Regions from separate parts of the Rattus norvegicus genome. Here region 1 is linked to region 2. The links are chromatin contacts, called in public Hi-C maps. All regions are on one chromosome and are shown on one strand. The core of a region is the stretch at or near the end of the contact, and the rest is flanking DNA. Distances in the headings are between cores, read along the strand shown. Region 1 overlaps Efcc1 (EF-hand and coiled-coil domain containing 1). Region 2 holds the start of Aplf (aprataxin and PNKP like factor).

What was found. A called contact is a pair of places that touch in the nucleus more often than the background predicts.
Region 1: a contact with region 2 is called in a Hi-C map of the A7r5 cell line, with 2.1 times the contacts expected there. The contact joins the enhancer-like site here to the promoter of Aplf in region 2. A contact is called at or near these places in 2 of 12 Hi-C or Micro-C datasets (the A7r5 cell line and Schwann cells).

What each region holds. Positions count from the first base shown.
Region 1 is chr4:121,758,961-121,763,208 of GRCr8, forward strand. All of the region lies in intron 2 of Efcc1 (EF-hand and coiled-coil domain containing 1), which reads left to right. Among named protein-coding and RNA genes, the nearest start is that of Efcc1, 15 kb to the left of the region's middle. Within about 2 kb of position 2,436, at least 21 of the 93 cell types and tissues checked have an H3K27ac peak or open chromatin away from gene starts, as enhancers often do. A contact at or near this core is called in the A7r5 cell line, where this site is marked.
Region 2 is chr4:121,676,900-121,681,672 of GRCr8, forward strand. Aplf (aprataxin and PNKP like factor) reads right to left here and starts at 3,033. Exons shown (of 10, transcript NM_001173382.1): 1 at 2,728-3,033; 2 at 275-346. The coding sequence starts at 2,823.

The sequences.
Region 1 (4,248 bases), core at 1,186-3,685, 81 kb after region 2:
GCTTTTGAAATGAGTTGTTCGCCCTGGGTCACAAACCCATTCAGCTCTGTGTCGTTCTGTTGATTTTTCCTTCAAGCTGAGATCTTGAGTCCACCCTGACTCTTCCCTTCCAGGGGTGTGACCAGGGGGTCGCTCCAGTTTTCTCTTCACAGCTGGTATGGGGGGGGTGCTGTCTTCCATCTAATTTGACCAATCAGGCTTTTCATCAGTTCCTTCTGTTGGTTTCCTCATCAGTCAAATAATTCTTCCCAAAATTTGGAGCATTGTCAGTTTGTTTTCTGTTGTCATAACAAAACCCAAGGCTGGGTAGTTTATAGAGAAAGAAGCTCGCTCAGTTTGGGAATCCCCAGAGTATGATGTCAGCATCTGGCAAGACCCTCACACTGCAGTGAGGTGACACCGGCATCACATGGTAAGCTCAGTGACACTGGCTGTTCTGACAAAGCACTAACACCGCCATGGGGACCCACCCACACGATGTCACCAATCCTAACCTCTTCCAAAGGCTCTGTCCCCAAATACCCGTCAGCATCTTGATTTGGGGACTAAGTTCTCAAAACACAGCGTTGTAAAGAATCTCAGTTGTGGTGTACTTTGTGTTTGTATGAAGAACAGGGTCCAATTCTAAGCTCAGATGTTTGCAGAAAAACAGACTTTTCACCACACCACCCTGTCTCAAAAAAAAGAAAAGAAAAAGAAAAAGAAAAATAGGCTTATAGCTTGACTTATTTTAATTATTCTAAATTTAAATACCTATCTCTGACTGGTGGCTGCCATACTGGACAGCATAGATCAGATTTAAACTTAGGGCCAAGCTAAGGAGACAAAATACAAGATGGAAAGACCCAGTGAACAGGAAGGAGACAGTGAGCAAGCATGGGGGCTGGCATCTACTCAGTACCAACTGTGTGTCAAGTCCCAACCCTTACCTATTGGTGACCTCCTTCCTCTAAAGAACAGCAAGCCTTCCCTAGCACTGACCCACAGTAGAGCAGATATACAAGCCAAAACCAGTCTCACGAGGGGTCCCAGAGGAAAAGGCAGACTGCAGAAACCTTAGATGGCACCCCTCTAAGGTACAGACACGCTCCTTAGCTGCCTGTCCGCAGGCCATAACCAACATGAAAGTATGACCAGCCCAGGCTGGCCAGGAAGACGTGAGACCAAAACTATGGAGGAGTCAGGAACAACAAGAAGCTGTCTCCTCAAGGACTGTGGGAGGATGACTAGACACAGGGCTTCTCACACCAGGAAAACGAGCCTCTGGTCCCCACTCCTGCACAGCTTCTGTGTGGTCAGCTGGACATCTGTGCACTAAACACTTCCGCTGTGATTGTAGTGATAATTTTGGAGTTTTGGTTTCTTTGAAAAATACAGAAATATTACAGGAATATGTTTTCCTTTTACTCCCAGGTGTGGAATATGGGGCTGCCTCACTGCAAGTGACTATGATTTGCCTCGTGCCCTAGCAGGGGCGTGATTTTGCCAGCTGCAGGTAGTTTCTGTGATCATGTGACGTTTCAAATTCTGGAGACTTATCAGAGGGTAAATAGATGCTAGGGCCTGAGAGCTGGTGGTTGGTAGGTTGCTGTCAGTTGCTGTTGGTTGCTGTCGGTTGTGATATGTTAAGCAGTCATGCACAAAGAAGAAACAAGTAGAAGGAAAAACTAGACATCCTGATGGTGAAGATCAGACTTGCCCCTAATCAGCAGCAAGGAGTCTAATGGTAATGTCGCTCCATCTCTTTTCTATCCTTTATTCTCTCCTATATCTAGTGTTAGGGGGCTGAAAGAATGGGAAAAGTGTGGAAAGGGTGAAAGAAAGGAGAACCTTCAAAGTAGCAAAGAGATAGCTACAGTAACACTCTAAACTCAGAGTTGAACTCCGCTGGATGAATAAACAGCTTTTGGCACAGTTATAAAATGCAAAGAATTTTCCGAGAGCACGGGACTCTGTGAGCTGAGGCATTATACTTTGTTTTGTTTGGAATTCCCCAAGAGCTGCTCATCGTTTCCCAAGCACACCGCAGATGGTGGAAGCTGAGTCCTTCCCACTGCCGGACGCTGTAACTCCTCACTCTTATGTCCGTGTGTCTGTGTGTCTACCTGCCCATCTGTCTATCTGAAAATATGTTCTTATCCTGTGTTTCAAAATGTCAGATATATGAAGGATAACCAACAGCATCCAAGTAAATACTACCCTGACCCTTTTAAATACAGACTCACCACTATGTGTAGGTTCAAGTACCTGAAAGCTTCATTATATCTGAATATTTCATACTGAATTGTAATAGAAAATTATTTTTCCCCATTTAAGTTACTGTTCACTATCATTACATTAATTTTTTTCAAAATAAAAAGTGTACTGTTTATCCAGCCTGCTCTCAGATTCAAGCTGAGGAATGCTCCACAATGTCTGTGTTAGTCAACTTTCTGTCATAATAACAAAGTATCTAAGAAACCATTGGGGTTGGGCTGGGTCGGCATTCATGAGGCCCTCTGGCCAATCCCAGGCGTGGAGAGATGGGGGAGGGGCACTTGGCTCACGGTCCTGGTTATTCACGGTCATGGCTGGTTAGCCATGCTGTTTGGGGTCTGTGGTAAGACGCTAGTCACTTACCTGTTAGCCTTTGTTTTAGACCAATGCCCATGCCTGGACTGCGCTGTCCTGACTAAGATGAGCTAGAAGCTTCCTCTCTTTTTCTCTGTGTGCTTTTCAAAGTTACGCCAGAGCCATGTCTGGCTACTGAGCACTTGGAATGTGGCCAGCGTGGTAAGGTGGCTAAAGAAATGGATCTGTAGCTTTGCTTGTGGGTCAGGGGACAAAACTACTCACCTCCTGGACCAGAAAGCAAAGAAAGAAGAAAGGGTGAGGAGCCCAAAAATACCACCCCCAGGAGCACACCCAAATTACTTTATCCCATGAGGCCCTACCTCATAATAAGCTCCGTCATGGCCCAGTAAGACCAAGCTAACACCAAATCTTCAATATGCTGGCTTCCAGGAAACGGTCCAGATCTCCATGGCTCCGGACTGTTAGAGTCAAAGGAAGCCTGTCTGGGAGGAGCCCTGCTCCGATGATGCCCCAAACTACTGCTAATATTTCAGCATTTTTTAGCCTTGGACTGCCCAGGCCTCAGCCCCCTTTGCCATATGTAAAGCCTGTTACTTAATTACTGTTTTCCCCTAAGTTGACACCTCCTTTTCCTCCCCCACCCCTCTCTCTCTGCAGTGCTGGGATGGAACCCAGATCTCTACACATGCGAGACAAACTCTGCCCCTGGCTACACTTCCAGCCCAGCTTAAATAATCTTAAAAGGAAGTCATATCACTATTATAAAGTTTAAAAGACAATAAATAAAACGAATGCGCTCACTATTTTTAGGAGACATTTGAAATAAATGCTTAGCTGGATACACACAGTCTCCACATTCATCTGGTTTCTCCCTAAACTCACCCCAAACATCCATTGTTTCATTTCATCATAGGACCCCCAAATGTCCAACTCAATGGTAGAGACCATTACTGGTCATTGGTAAACACGTGGGAAATGAACTGAGACAGCTCAGAGGAGGGTGAGGGAGTTGCAGGGCTCACACAGCGAAGATGTGGTCCTGCAGGCTGATGGCAGCTTCTGTGGCCCCTTGGCATCACCGAACTAAGAAGGGAGCCTGTTAGAGGAAGCTAGGAACCTCTGGGATGAGAAGAAAATGCAACATCTGGCTCCTGTCAGACTGTTTAAGCCCCTGGGCTGGCAGCCAGAGGTGGCCATGGACTGCAAGATGGAAGCCATCAGAGGCACACTAGGGTTCCAGGAGGGTGTGGCTGTGGCCAGCTGGCGGGAACGCCCAGCCACACAGAGGACTTGAGTCTAAGGAATAGTGGGAGTCACCAGAGTTCATTTCTCCAGATCTATCTAGCCACTAAGGAGGCTCCAACAAGGCCTTCCAGGTCATGGGCACCCTGACATCTCCTAGAAACACCCTTACTCCACTAAGGATCCCAAAAGAGGATGGTACTCGGTGAAATAGGGCCCCCCCTGGAGAACACAGGACAGGGAAATACAGTATGCCTCCTGGTGACTTAACAAGGGGGGTACAGCTCTGTCAACCACGGAGGTCTCAGAGAAATCCCATGTAGCAGGAAAAAGCCACATGGAACCCTCAGAAAATGGTTCCAACGTTTTTCTTTACCTTACGTCCTTGCCACAGCCCTGCCTAGGGGCTTCCTCTTCCCAAACCCATGTATG
Region 2 (4,773 bases), core at 1,783-4,282:
ACTTACACGGGGCGTGTACTTACCCATGTCACAGGTATTCTTACGGAAATTACAAACAAAATTACAATTTACACCCAGGCAATCATCTTCCATTAATCTAACCATTCAGATTCAGCTCTGTACTATGAGAAATAAGTTACTATTTAGGTACTTATCTTGCAGCTATCAGGAGAATGGGCTCTGACATAAATTCCCTATTGCCAAGCCTGAGGCCTCTCCAGTCAGTTGCTAGAAGGGCAAGAGGCCAAGGGTTAAAAGAGATCAACATACTCACTGGTTTGATTCGGAGCTGACTATCAACCACTTCAAGAATGGCATGCCTTCTGGATACTCTTTTATCTGTTATCTACAAGGGGAAAAAGATGTCAAATAGAGCCGCTTCCTGAAAAATAAACGAACCCTTAGCAATGCGTATGAGACGAGCAGGTCAGACATTACATATATTATTAACTCATAACTGCATGTCAAATAACTGCGCTCATTTAACAGATGACACAGTGGTGAAGAGGGGAGACCTACCGACATCATGGAAGAGTAAATGACACCCAGAAAAGCCTACAGTCTATGCAGCCCCAAACCCTCCAGTTCCCATACATGAAACATTCCTAGACAGGATTCCTACTAATGAATCTACCAAACAAGAGAAATAACATACAATATGTACTGTTAGGAAACATTTCAAATATAAAAATTCAGCCTGTCTTAAACTACGTGGTAAATCCGAAGGATGTGACCATAAGGGTAGACAGAGGCTGAAAAGTTTTTCTGTTCTGGGACCACGTGTGGCAGTTAAAAAAAAAAAAAAAGGCAGGAGGAAAACAACCTCTATGTCTTCGATATGATCACTTCCTGTTTTGGGTTAGTAATGCTCAATTCACAATCACTCACCCACAACGATGTTCCGAATTGCTTATATTTTAAATGCTGGAAACTATCGTCCTTCCTACCTCACAGCAGCAACTACTAATCATTTTACATATTTGGATCCTGAAAGCCCAGAGGATGCAGGTAACTTGGGCAGTCACTCTCAGAATATGCAGTGTTCAAGATCCTTACGAATAAAAACAGAGGGTATATGTGAGAAAACAGTCACATGACTAGACCCATGTAAGGTCATTCATATAGAAAAACGGTCCCTCTGACAGTCCATCTTTTGTACACTTCCTTCCTTTTGTACACTATCCACATAAACAATAACAGATCTTTTAGATCTATCTTTTAAGTATGCCTAACACTAGGAAGAAAAGGATATCTTGAATAATACAAAAGTATAGTGTGACCTCTGGTGGACACATGGTTTATTTCATTACAAACATCATCTCTTGACCAAAAATAAAAAATAAAAAATAAATAGAAAGTGGTTTCGTTGGGTACATATGTGCCTGTAAACCCGGCTCAGAGAAATGAGGCAGGAAAAATTTGAGTCCAAGGGGAGCTTGGGCTACGTAGTGAGATCCTCTCTTTAAAGACAAATATATTTAAAATAACCTAAAGTCTAACATTCCAACACATCCCACAAGAATCAACAGCTAGAGCAAAACATATCAACATCTAAAGCCCAATCCGGAGGTGGAGATTACAAAACACTTTAGCGACGATGCACAAGAAAGACAGAAACGCCAATCTGACAGTCTATGTTGGAGCACAAAACTCATATGATAATGGGGAAAGAAGAGAAAGAAACCAGGAAACAGGGCAGCAAGAAAACAGAAAATACCGCTCAGGTGGGAAATACACACAGATTTTTAAAACAGAAATTCTTTTAATTCTTACATTTTTATTTTTTGTTATATATGCATACCTGTGTGTCAGGATAGGCATGTATGTACAGTGCCCAGAGAGGCAGAATTACAAGCATTTGTGAATTGCCTGACATAGCTGCTGGGAACTCAATCCTCTGTAAGAAGTTCCAGACTCTTAATGGCTAACCCATCTCTCCCTTGTGATATTTTAACTAGATCGCCAGGTTTTCTTGAGTGGCCTTTGTAAATGCTATGTCTTATGGCAACGCGAATATAATTTCATAGTGCAAACTGGAAATGTTCTGGTTCCTACTCTTCCCAAAGAAGGTAAAGAATATATTATACCTTAGTGACCAGTTTAAACTCCAACTTCCTCATTTCAACGAGGCTAATAGAAAGCATCTAAGTAGTAAATCTAAAGTATCTCTTTAGAATAATGACTGCTTCACTACCCAGACAACTTAACGATTGCTTCTGATATCACCAAAAGGAATATTACTATTATTGGTAAGGCCCATCGGCCCCACAAAAGAGGCCAGGGAATAAAAGAAGTTAGCTTAGGGGAGGTCACTGGCCATCAACCTTCTCTGTGATGGGCCATACGGTACTGTAAATAGGGTAAGCTTTGTAGGTCAACATGTGACACGTTAACCTTTAAAGTACTATTCGTCTTTAAATACTTAATAGCGTTTTTGTTTATTTGGTCTTTTTACATTCTACATCTTATAACCCTAAGCTCAACTTGGATTTGGCCCCAGTTTGCCAGCTGGATAGGATAATGATGTTAACTCTTTCCGTACGTTTTCCAGGCACCAAAAAGAAATGTCGGTGACTTGACTAACGTTGCTTGAAAACCTACTGCCCCAAACCTATAAAGTCTTGACAAGCAGAGTCAAGGTGTGGAGTTCCCAAGGACAGGAGACAGAGACAGCCTCAGCCGAACAAACTCTGGCTGCCCACGCCCAGGAGTACCTCCCACACTTACTCCCAGCAGCGGCCCGCGGCCTATCACAGTCTGCCCCGGCCCCACGGGCACGCGGGGACCGCCGTCCAGAGGATGCAGAAAGAACTCCGAAGACATGGTGGTAAAATCAGATTCCTTCGCCTGGAGATACCTCGTAGCCACCTCCCTCAGACACGCCGCGCAAGTCCCAAAGGGGTGTGAGACCCGAGGCTCCTTTTCTAGTGAGTGAACTTCTTCCCTTTCCGGAATCCCTACTTCTTGAGAGCTTGTGATTCGTGCAGGAATTACCTGTCAGCTCACCGCCAAACTACAGCTTAAAACTGTAACTCACACCCACAATCTTCCAGCGCTTCCTCCCACAAGACTCATGGAACTCTGGGTCTTGTAGTCTCTAACAACTCCCTTCCGCTCCTTTCCGGGATGCAGTCATCATAGGAAAAACTACCAATCCCGAAAGGCAATGCGTGCATCTCTGCGCAGGGGTGTGGGGGTGGAACTATAATAGTTATGAGGTCTAAGCCTGAGTGTTTACATCTTTTTTGTTTGTTTTATTTCATATGTGAGTGCTCTGTATGCTTTCCCATGCCAGAAGAGGGTATCAGATTCCCATTATAGATGGTTGTAAGCCACCGTGTGGTTGCTGGGAATTGAACTCAGGACTTCTGGAAGAAGCAGCCAGTGAGTGCTCTTAACCCACTGAGGCATCTCACCAGCCCTGGCCTGAGTGTTTAAATAGCCACAGTCGGGGTTGGGGATTTAGCTCAGTGGTAGAGTGCTTGCCTAGGAAGCTCAAGGCCCTGGGTTCGGTCCCCAGCTCCGGAAAAAAATAAATAAATAAATAAATAAATAGCCACAGTGCTGGCCTGGTGGCCCTGTGACTTCAACAGGATGATGTTCTTTTCCCAGTGGAGTATGGTGTGTGTATGTGTTTCTTCTCCTTTCCTTCCATAAGGAAACGGCTTCAGCTAAATTAGGCTTTAATGATAGGATTGTCCTCCCTACCCCAAGGAGTATGTCTGGATTTAGACTTTTAGGGTTCAGCCTCGAGGGTCATTAACTCTCCTGTGCAAGAGCCCCATGCTCAATTGAGTCTTCTCTTCTCAAAGGCAGAAGCCTGCCTTAGGCACGTGGCCCATGGGGCCGGAGGATCTTCCTTCTCTGTAGAGGAGGCCTGTTCTCTGGCTGGGATCTGTAGCGGGCCTCTTTCCCTTTGGTGGAGGCCTGGATTGGGGGAAGCAGTCTATCTGGAGTTGGGGAGTTGGCACAAACCTTCGGGCGGAGGAGGAGGGCAGAGGTGGTCTTTTCTATGGAGAAGTCAGTTGCTAAGCTCAGGGCTTCCAGCCACAGGGAACTTTCTCTTTGGAAGAAGCCTGGCCCAGAGTCTGGCACTGCTCTGTTAAGATTTTTTCCTTTCTTGTGACTGAGAACAGACTCTGCAAGGCCTTCAGGGTTTCTCTTCCATATTGAGGCCTGCACAGCATGACTCTGCGGAAGGAGGTCATCCTGTCATGGGGCTGGAGTCTGATCACCTAATGCCTCCATGGGGCAACAAGGTCATCTCTTCCCCCAAGAGACCACCTTGTCACCAGTCTGGCAGAAATGAAGTTAAAAAGTCATTGTGACCCTCGTTTTGACTCTCAGAGCAGTGGGCCCTAAGAGACTAGAATTTTCCTCAGTGATCCCATGCTGGATGAAAAGCCAAAAGCCAGACCTATCAAAATGAGAGACGTTTCCCCCAGAGAGATTTCACAGACCTATCAACTTGTCAGAACATCTTGCTGAAGCAACTAGAGACTTGGCAGTAATGGGCAGGGCCACACCTTAGCCAGAGATGGCTCAGATATTCTAACGCTGCCCCCCTCTTTAAACCTTAACCTTACTTTAGGAGGCCGAAGACAGACTTGAGGGTCACTGGAGCTCTTTGTCCCTCTTCCTAATCAAAACTCCCATGAAATTCTATACAGAGCCAAGAAACCAAAATTAACATGGGCTTGCATTTGTACTCCATCATGAAGGGAAGTCAGGGCAAGAACTCCAGGCAGGAACATGGAGGCAGGAACCGATGCA